2 separate regions of the Zea mays genome follow, and region 1 is linked to region 2. A link is a contact called in public Hi-C data. All regions are on one chromosome and are shown on one strand. The core of a region is the stretch at or near the end of the contact, and the rest is flanking DNA. Distances in the headings are between cores, read along the strand shown.

Region 1 (5,321 bases), core at 2,725-5,224, 390 kb before region 2:
CTGCATAAACTCTCTGAACGACTCAAGGAGACAGCGGAAAAGTACTTGTCACACTTCACGGTGGATCGCCACCAGAAGATCATCCGTCAAGGGGAGATCGATATGGATTCTCTCCTGCCTCCACTTCAGGGTCCCGCTGTAAGTGCTTTAGATCTATCTCTTACGACTTTCATGGATCAACGAGGAGATCAGTTAAAGCAATATGTAGATGAATATATTAAAATGCATCTACGCTCGTACGAGAAATCAACTGCTCCTAGCTTCCATCGCGAGAGTCTAATACAGAGCCACCCGCGCCAAACACATCAGCTATAAACGGGTCACCCTTGACCCAGCCATCATATGGTATGCCAATGCACACTTTCGTGTCACCATCACAGCCGCAACTACTAGGCACGCGACAGGTATTGGACGCGGCCGGACCGTCCGAGCATCATCTCAGACAGTCCGGTCATACCGCGGACCGTCCGACGTATTTCGCCGGACCGTCCGACCTAACACAGGCCCACACAAAACGCTCAGGTCGCACCGTGCATGGCCTGACCATTAGGGTACAACCTCGAACAATTCGGCCCCATCACGGACCGTTCGGTGCATCACGCTGGACCGTCTGGATATGTTGCGGACCGTCCGCTATCTTACGTCGGACCGTCGAGACATGGCATGAACCGGCTGGCGTATTATGCCGGACCATCCAACTCTACACGAGTCCACGCGCATATCGTCCAAGTCGCGCCATATATGACCGATCCGTTCGGGTACAGCCTTGGACCATTCGGCCCGATCGCGAACCGTCCAGTTCTTTACGACAGACGGTCTGGGTACGAGACTGCCCAGGTAGCACCATATACGACTGGACAATCCGGATATACCTTCAGACCGTTTGGCCCGGTCGCAGACCATCCGGCCTCTTACGTCGGACCGTCTGGATATGCGTACGTAGAGCCGAGAGCTGCGCAATACACACAGTTCCCACATTCATCGCAGCAACATTATGGTGCCCCACCAACAACACATTATAATCATGCCATACCACCTCATGGACATAGGGCTGAATACTGTTCGACCACAAGAGAGCCTGAGAGGTATAGGGCAGGAGCTGGTGACATTAATAGGACACCTAACACACACCTCAAACACCCCTGGGAAGAAAGCCGACAGAGTGATGTCAGGCAACCTGAGATTTCCACCCACAAACTCAATGGATGGTCGCTAGACATGGCAGAGAGGATCAGAGATGAGGTAGCCGGGATGTTCAAAGACAAACTCGGTGTTAGTGTGTCAGGTACAGGGCAATCGTATCGGAAGCCTTATAGCCACCGATTCGACACCGTGCCATATCCACAGGGAACTAGAATACCAGACTTCTCTAAATTTTCTTTCTCTAAATTTTCTGGTAGCCAATTCATAGCACACTTGGGAGAATTGGCTGATGGGGAAGCCTACCGCGTTCGTTTATTCTCGTTGTCCCTTACTGATACTGCATTCGTATGGTACGCAACTTTGCCACCAAACTCTATTAACTCTTGGGAAGAATTAGAGCGGAAATTTCATGAACACTTCTTCTCAGGAGAACATGAATTAGAATTGGCTGACTTAGCTTCAGTCCGACAGGGGCCTGAAGAATCGGTTAATGACTATATCCGGAGGTTCCGGGACACTAGAAACCGATGCTTTCAGATCCATGTCGCAGAAAGACAACTAACAGGGCTAGCTTTCAATGGGTTGCGACCCTACTTAAAAGAAAAATTAGATGACACCCAATTCTTTTCGCTAGTACACTTGCACCAGCGGGCTATGACATGTGAAAGCCAAAGTAAGGAAACATCAAAATCGGCTAGCCATAAGATGTATCTAGTGGGATACGATAATTCGGACGATGAATCCACGGATGTATACACCAGCGAACTGGTTTGGCCAGGACAGGCTAAACCTTCAGCATGTTCTGCTTTACAGTCGATTCAAAAGAATCGACAAGAAGAAGTTAAGTTTACTTTTAATGTTGCCGAATGCGATAAAATATTTGACGAATTACTAAAAAATGACAACATTAAATTAACTCATACTATTCCTCCTCCTGATGAATTAAAAAGGCGTGCTTATTGTAAGTGACATAATTTTTTTCTCATGCCACCAATGATTGTAATGTTTTTCGTCGATAGATACAATCAGCCATAAATGAGGGCCGATTGGCTTTTCAGGAGATGCAAGTAGACACACAACCTTTTCCTGTTAATAAAATAGAACTCACATGCAAAAAGGTCTTGGTTCGGCCCAAAATGGCCGATAAAGGCAAAGGCAAGGGCATTGTCATTGGCGATCCTCGCATGTCAATTGCTCGAAAGGCTTCGGTCGAGGAGGCTAAAAAGTCCGAAGGCGCCGGGGGGCAGGCACAATTAATGAACCAAACACATCAGCCTGGCCCGAGCATCGCAGATGGTCTCGCACCTACGTGCGGACGATCCGGTGCTCAGACAAACGGTCCGGCTAACCCAGCCGGACAATCCACCTATGACCGAAGGCGTCAGCCTCTACACGAAGCAAGGAAAGAGACGCAAGGGCAAAACACATATAGTCGGCTGATCAAAGCCGACTCTACTTTTGATCAGTTGCTCTCCAAAAATGCTAGCAAAAAGACTGTTCCACGTGATCGGTCAACGGAAAAACCCCGGTCACCTGCTAAAACGAAACGGCCGAAAAACGACCCAAAAGGCGACGCGGCAAGCATCGCCTGTTCATCCTATGAGACCAGAGTACTTTTCACCCGTTTATTCATCGTCGGTATATTATCCTACTCAAATGTGGAATGGAACAACGATGAATCCATGGTACATTTATAGTCTCTTTGTCTATCCAGGCTGGGGGGCACCTCCATTCTATTCATTTTGATCCATTGATCAAATGGTCATGGCCAAAAAAGATACAATCCAAAACAGCCTTTATACATTGGTGCTTTATTGAATGATTTCCATATTGAAAAGCTGGTGACTTACATCAGGTTTAGTTCATATGCTTTTGGTTCGTCAACTTTCACCAAAAGGCAGGGGGCATATGTTGGACACCAAAAAAGCCTAGCGGACGGTCCGACCCTGAGGTCGGACGATCCGCGGTCCGGACAGTCCGCGGTGGTGGCGCGGACGGTCCGCGCGTGCGCAGAGTCAGTTAGAGTTCCTAGTTTCTCGCAAGATTTGTTACCTAAAACCGCGGGATTAACTCGGGAAACAGTTTGAAGCGGATCCAGACCTCCCCTTTATATAGATGAAGGGCTACGACCGATTGAACCACCCAACAATCAATCAAATTAAGTCTATTTCTCGTTTTTACCTTATGCATTAGGAGTAGTTCTAGTTTAGCTCTAATTTAGTTCTAGTTTAGTATCCCAATCCCCAAATTCTCTGCTTCTCTTCGACTCTACGTCGATTAGAGGAGTCTAGGTCGGCCTGCCGAGCCTAGACAACCCCTATGATCTCTCCTCCCCGACGGGGTCCCTCCCGGCAGCGAGATCCAGGTGCCGCCGGTGACCTTCACCGCTCCTGCGCACGCGCGGACCATCCGGCCCCAGAGCGCAGACCGTCCGACCCGTCAGGCAGGGAACCCTAGCCCTACGCCAGGTCGCGGACCGTACGGTTCCTGGCCGCGGACCGTCTGCCCCTGTGCAGAGGGCACCGCCGCCGGTTCTTGTTAATGTTTGGCGTCCGAAAAAGGCGTCAACAATAGGACTTTAACAACAAAAACATGCTCCAACAGAGACCCTATTTTACAAAAATTCATCGAACGATTGTAGAACTCGGTCTCTCAGGTCATAAATATAGTACTTCATATACTGGAGCCCTATCCTTATTCCGTACACTATTTCTAACAATTTATTTTTTAAATAACGTGATCTAATTCTTAATAATATGATATAGGGCTCAATTATTAGAGATGTAAACTTTTTATGGCATTAAACATTTTAAATGAGGCACTATTTTAATTTTGATGACTTAAATACAGGACTTCTAGTTGGAGATATGTTCTAATTAAAACGGTCCTACGAAATCACGACCATGTACATCTGATATGTTCCTACCCTTGTTCGCCACCGTATTCGCCGGCTGTCTCCGCCCATCTCGCCTGAGAACTAAGGCGGCCGCCAGTCGCAGCCCTCGGTGGTCGGCACCTCCTCAGCCCGTTTCCCCTAACGCTCACACTCTACGCCGCCGCGTCGTCGGCCTCGCCCTCCCTCTCGACGAACTAAGCCATCCCCGGCCGAGCTTCCGACGCATTCCCGGGCCACTTCCCTCCCTTCCGGCCTTCCTACTCCCTCCACGCACCGCAACTGTGACACTCCGCTCCGACGCGGGCGCCGCAGGCCGTTGACGACACCCGAACCCAACCGGCAACGCGCCCGAAAGGGGCAGGGACTCCTTTTGCTTGTCCTTCGCCCCTCTTCTCGCTTTCTGCGGAGGGAAAAACTTTCCCAGTCAATTAAAAAAAAAATCGACGGACGGCTTTACGCACGCGATTCGCTGCTCGCCCCCAAATTTCTCCTCTGCTTCTGGTTCCTTTGACGCATCTGATCATTTCCCCCTCCTCTACGCGGGTCGAATCGCGAGAGTGTGGCGGCGGCTGTGGTGGTTGACTGGTGCTTAGGGTTGGAGCTCCAGGAGGATGGCGAGCCACGGCATCGGGGCGGCCGCTGGATCTGACGCCCCGCACGCTGAGGTACCGATGTGACTCGAAACATGTTTTTTGTTTTTTTGGTTACTGTAAGTTTAGTTTATGCTTAGGTTCCAGTTAATTTCCACGGATTATGATGGGTGGACTTCTGATGTGGATATGGTCTAATCAGGAGTTGCTAAGCGCTTGATATGTGCTAATTATTTGGCCAGAGAAAAATCTTTTGCCTGGTTGATCATGCAATTTACTGTGCCATATTTTTTAGGAGTGGAGGGGGGTATGTTTATCTTTATGAACTATACTGATTAAATAATTAATTAGGAGTTGTATATGTGCCAATTTTACCTCTCGGATGTGTTATTCTGTCAGTATTTGACTTGACAGTCATGAGGGCCTTACTATGCTTCGGTTACTTGTTTGAAGTTCATGTTGTGTGGAATCTTATGGAAGTCTATCCACATCATCGATTTTTTCGCTGTTCATAATTTGACTACTGTTAAACCTATATGAAATTGCTATTTAAACTAGAAAGTATATATACTACGAGTGACCACTTTATTTTGCAATGGCAGGTCGTCACTATGGGACAGACAAATCCATCTCCTTATCCTCCTGTATCTTCCAGTCATCATTCATGGTCCTCTGCAACTGGGTCAGTTTCA
Region 2 (5,608 bases), core at 1,642-4,141:
ATAATTATAATTTAGACAAAACTAATTAAGTTTATATATTTATATATGTAATATATTTGTATATTATTCTAAATCATATGAGAGAGATAGTTATATAGTATATTTATGTTATAGAGGCGCAAGTAGAAGAGTATGCTATAAGTTGTACATCGGAAAATTAACATGTAAATCTATAAAATCAATTTCCATCTCTCACTCCATGAATTTGAGATAAGCTTATATGATAACTTTGGAAAGTGGTGGAATGCCATATTCTAAAAAAAATAGCCTATTTCATTAGTAAGATTCCAATTCTTCGAAATGAAAGAAAACAAACGGGGCCTAATAGAAATTGGTAAACTGCTGGAGATAGTCTAATGCATAGTTGCTGTAATAGTATACTTGCAAATCTCAAAGATTTCCGTACGCCATGCACCACGTTGCCGAGAACAGCGCCAGGCTCAAGTCCAAACAGATTCCGCTGGCAGAGCGGAGTCGGCTGCGGCAGTCCGGTGCCGACGCATGTGCCCACCCAGCGCCCCGGGCAGTCGCCGCCCGCGAACTCGAGCCCGCAGTTGGGGCAGCAATGTGCCCCTCGGCTAGGGATTAGAATATCTGACCTGCCGTGTGGATATGGGTGAAGACTTTTAACTCATCCGGCCAATGTTTCGTTCACGGTGACTTACACTTAATCTGAAATTCCGTTCTCTTTATTTTTTGCAAAAATAATTAAAAATACAATAATAATTATTTTGAATGGGTAACTTGGCTAATGATTTATAAAATGTTTTGTTGCTACTCAATCTAAAATCTAAAAAGACTTAAAATCCGTAAATATAACTCAATTATTATTGATACTTAATTGCTTATAGATAAATTATTGTTTAAAAGTACACAATGAGTAAAAAATCAACGGGTGACCCGAAACTCAAAGGGTTCAGGTGCAGGGTTCGAATCACACCCGGGTGCGATCGTAATAGAGTTTAGGTAGACTTCACGGGTGTGATCGCGGAGGGTTTTTGCTTCACCCGACCCGTTACCATCTCTAGTAACCAAACACACTCTTAAGCTATCTCCAACAGCTTATCCATCTCATAACCATATCAAACTCCACTTTACAAACACTGTAATATATAATACAAAATAATGTTTTGAGTGACTAGATATGTGAACTGCTCTGGACACAGTCTTACGACTCAACCTTATTGATTAATATAAACTCCTCACAGCCACTGTTTTTTTGCGCAATAAAAGAGGTGCAACTGTGCAAAAGATGAATGGATGTTTGTCTCTCTGAGAGCGTGCGTGATGATAAGCGAGACCTAGAAGCTTCGAGTGGCTAAGCCCCTGCTTAGAACATCTAGAGCTATAGGTGTGCATTTGGGCCGGATCTAATGGGCCGGCCCGAAACATGAAAAAAAAGCACGGCCCAGACACGGTACAGTCCAAAATATTTTAGTGTCGGACCGGCACGATATATCGGGCCGGGTTTGGGCTGAGGTCGCGGCTTATGGGCGGGCACGATGGCCCGTTTAAGGCAGGCACGAAATGACCCATATAGAGACATGAAAAAGCTCATATATTTGTTAAAATCATACTTCATTTCATACTTTCATGTACTTGATAAAGAACATAAAGCTAGAGATAATGTTAGTTAGATTTTTTTGTACCTTTAAATTAGAGTATGTAATGTAATTTTATTTTTGTTATGAACATTAGATAATGAATTGAACTTACGAACTTTATATAGAGCTGATTATACTTTTTTTCTTTCTAACAAAATGATTTATAAACGAGGTAGTCATTGTATAGCTTTGGTAACTTAATACAAATATTAGTTTGCTTTTGGTCAAATTTATTTGTCTTATCTTTTATTGTTTTATTAAATTTGTTTTGAATTTCGGGCTCTGATGTGAATTTCGGGCTAAAAACTGAATTTCGGACCAAAAAATGAATTTAGGGCCCTAATGTGAATTTTGGGCCGCCCGAAATGAGCCCGACACGTTTAAGCAATTACGGGCCGGGTCGTGGGCCAAGGGATAAGCCCATGGGCCGGCCCGACACGGCCCGAAATTCAAACGAGCCGGACCGGCCCGAAATTCAAACAATACGGGCCTTTTCGGGCTTGGACCGGGCCGGGCCGGACGGCACGAATGTACACCTATATCTAGAGCTAATAGTTAACTGTAAAATTACATACAGAGATTCTAACACTCCCAACTAATTGTTAGCTAACGTATGACTAATAATTAATTCATTACCTGATTCAACATAGCTAACAATTTGTTAGCTGGTTAAGGCTAACTAATACCTCTAGAAGTTCCAAACATGGCCAAAGGTTATTCTTAATAGATAGTTTTATCGCACTATTACAAGGATGTCATATCAACATTTGTTTAGAAAACATCATATCTAAAGTTTCATTCCCATGAAACTCTATCGTCTTTCATAAAACTCTCTCATATATCTCTTCATTAAATTGCATGTCATGTCATTATGTTTGCTTATATGAGATGTCCATTATTTAATGAGAATGAAATTCACCTAATAATGACCTAAAATACTTTGTCATTTCAAACTAATGAGCCGAAGGTGGTGAAACTGGTAGATTAGCAATAAGACAAAATTATGCTTATTTAGAAGAGCAGGAATTTAAATCCAAATAAACCAAAGTACCTCAGTTATTTATTGGTACATATATGGGTCCAATGGTCGAAGCAGGGTTGATCAAATCGAGGCATGGAACCGTCGAAATAAGGCCGAAACTGCACGTCGGCCTAGCATGGCAGACACCAGGAGAGACACTATGGGCGAGAAATGCAAGCCCAACGTAGAATGGGCTTCCAGTTGCCACCGTGGCACCGCAGGCTTCCCTTCCGTTTCGTCATCCTCCGGTCGACCGGTCCTCCCCAAAACGTCCGCACGCCGTTTTCCCCATCTCGCGCAGCGCTACTGCCGGCTGTCCCGAGTCCCGACCACCGTCCTCCGCTCCCGGACGTGAATCCTTCCTCCTACCGCGATGGTAGGTGGTCTCATCTCCCGCCCTCGTCCTCCTCCGTTCCTTCGCACTCTACCGCGCACGGGCGGCGCTGCCGGTCTCTTGATCTGCCCCGACCCATCGCTCCGGGATCCAGCCTTTTGTGGCGGGCCACGTCGTTCTCCTCTCGCCCGTGTCCCCCAGATTCGGCTCTCCTTTTTTTTTTTCTCTTTGCCGCAAGCGCTATGGGATCTGCGAATGGTGGTGGCCTCGGTTTGTTAAAGGGTCGAGCGTTTGTTTGATGCAGGAGACCTTCCCGTCGGTGAAGAACATCCTCCTACTGGACTCCGAGGGGAAGCGCGTCGCCGTGAAGTACTACAGCGATGGCTGGCCTACTCTCTCCGCGAAGCTGGCCTTCGAGAAGTCGGTCTTCGCCAAAACCCAGAAAGCGAATGCTGGAACGGATGGTAATTTACATCTGATTTCTCTTAATACGGAAGAATTGTTTTCGACTGATGGTGAGCGTTGTTGTGCTCCCTTGAGGTAGTCCGGAGTACTTGATTAACATTATCATCTCATAATGAACTCATGAGTGTGATGTATTGATGTGCCTGTTTGCGTGTTTTTTCTTTTCTTCAAGTATTTCATATGTTTATTTGTTTCTCTTTAACAGCAGAGATTGTAATGTTTGATGGTCAAATTGTGGTATACAAGTTCATCCAAGACCTGCACTTTTTTGTTACTGGAGGAGAAGAGGAGAATGAGCTTATTTTAGCATCAGTTCTTCAGGGATTCTCTGATGCTGTCGAACGACTTCTCAAGTTATCTTCCCTCTATTGAAGTTTATCTTTTCAACCATTGTTTGTTCTGTTACATGTTATTGTGTTAATGCTGATTGTATATGAATGTGTTTCCAACCTTGGTGGTTTCAGGAACATGGTTGACAAAAGGACAGCACTCGAGAATTTGGACCTGATCCTATTGTGTCTTGATGAAATTGTTGATGGAGGGTAAAGCCTTTTCTTACTACGTACATGATATTAAGGGCTTCTTTTCTTGTTCTCTTTATTGTGTACATTTATTATCCTTTGATCTGAAATCACCTGACTCATCTGGGCCATGGCAATAGAGCTCTATTAGGGCCTCTATTTGTAATGGTTGTATTCACCGGATTCAAAGGTTTAGTCTGGTGTTCTGCTTCTGTACCTCAAGCCCAAGCATGCCTAACCTTTTAATGGGGTTACACAATTTGATGTGTGAAACAATGGCTTAGTTTGCTAAAGACATCAGCAAAATAAACAGCCCATTCCTTTTTTTTTGAAATGGAACAAAACTGATTATCCACATGAAGAATTGTATCTATTTGATTTTGAGTTTGAGATCTTGAACGACTGCAGGTACCACAACTATGCACTCGCCTCAATGTGTCTTTGATAACCCATTGATGTCTAAACTCTGAAATGTGGAAGTGATAGGATCAAGCATAGAGATGAATAGAATCGCACATTGTAAGCAGCATGTAATTGTTTGGTGCATTAAACATAATTTTCTGAATGATTACACAGGATTGTACTTGAAACAGAAGGAAGAGAGATAGCTGAAAAGGTGTCTGGTCACGGATCGGAGGGTGCTTCATCGGCTGAGCAGGTAGGCTGCAGGCTGTATCTATTTCAAATTTTAACTGAAGAAACTGGTTTCTTTTAACTTACTAGCTATCGTTATTTGCGTGCAGACTTTAGTCAATGCCCTAACGCAAGCAAGAGAGCATCTGGCGAAGTCTCTTCTCATGTGATGTTGTGCTTTATATTTTGGGGGTGACGACGGAGTATCTATTATTGTGTCTGGATGACACTATTCTTTTTGTTAGCAACGGAGAAAGAAAAATGTCTGAAGCATTTGAATGTGTAGAGTGGCACATTGCTTCCAAAATTCTCATGGTCATCTATAAGCCTTCAAAGTTCTGTAGCATGATTGTTCTTATATTGACTGGTTCAGTTATTTGTCGTTACTTGTTTTGTTTAACCTTTTCCCTTTGGAAACGTTAAAATAGCAAGCTTATGGAGATAATTTAGCATGTCCTACCATAACGAATCAGGACTGCACTTTATTGAAGATGGGCTGAAACCAAAACAGTATTGGAATCGCCAAAATTCTAATTTTATGTCCATGTTCTATATTAACGGATGCAAAAGAAAAAAAAAAGAGAACCACGAAGCTTGACATGTCGTCTCGTCATCGCACAATAATATAAGATTATTGTGGTTAACATATGTTTTGCAACAATATATAATATAGTAAGTCACAATAATACAAAAAAATGGTTCAAAAGCTTTTATGTCCTAGTTGATGAAGATCAGCATACGGTTTAAAAGAAATGTCCAAAAATGTTAAGGGTAAATTAGTTTTAGATATCAATGGAGATGTTGGACACTTAATACAATTTTTATTTTTTAGCCGTAGCAAAATATTTTTAGAGTTTTAAGATGAAACAATCGTATTATTAAAGAATACCGTAGTATTTTTTTTTGACAAGAGATGTTTGTTTATTTTGTAAAAAATTCTGTTTTGAATGCCATAGTTTGGTAGTTACTATGGTATTTGGAGTATTTCAAACTTCAATTCGATCCAAAGTTTTTTATATATGACTAGCTT

The links. Hi-C and Micro-C count contacts between places; a contact is called where the count stands out from the background.
Region 1: a Hi-C map of tassel shows a contact between it and region 2, with 3 times the contacts expected there. The contact joins the promoter of LOC103635767 here to the promoter of LOC100274110 in region 2. A contact is called at or near these places in 3 of 25 Hi-C or Micro-C datasets (leaf, leaf mesophyll and tassel).

What each region holds. Positions count from the first base shown.
Region 1 is chr8:119,861,340-119,866,660 of Zm-B73-REFERENCE-NAM-5.0, reverse strand. LOC103635767 (SAC3 family protein A) reads left to right here and starts at 3,974. Exons shown (of 13, transcript XM_008658145.3): 1 at 3,974-4,704; 2 at 5,232-5,321. The coding sequence starts at 4,651.
Region 2 is chr8:119,472,070-119,477,677 of Zm-B73-REFERENCE-NAM-5.0, reverse strand. It overlaps LOC100274110, which reads left to right and starts at 2,891. Exons shown (of 6, transcript NM_001365813.1): 1 at 2,891-3,001; 2 at 3,264-3,423; 3 at 3,630-3,777; 4 at 3,889-3,966; 5 at 4,522-4,603; 6 at 4,689-4,937. The coding sequence starts at 2,999. The coding sequence ends at 4,748.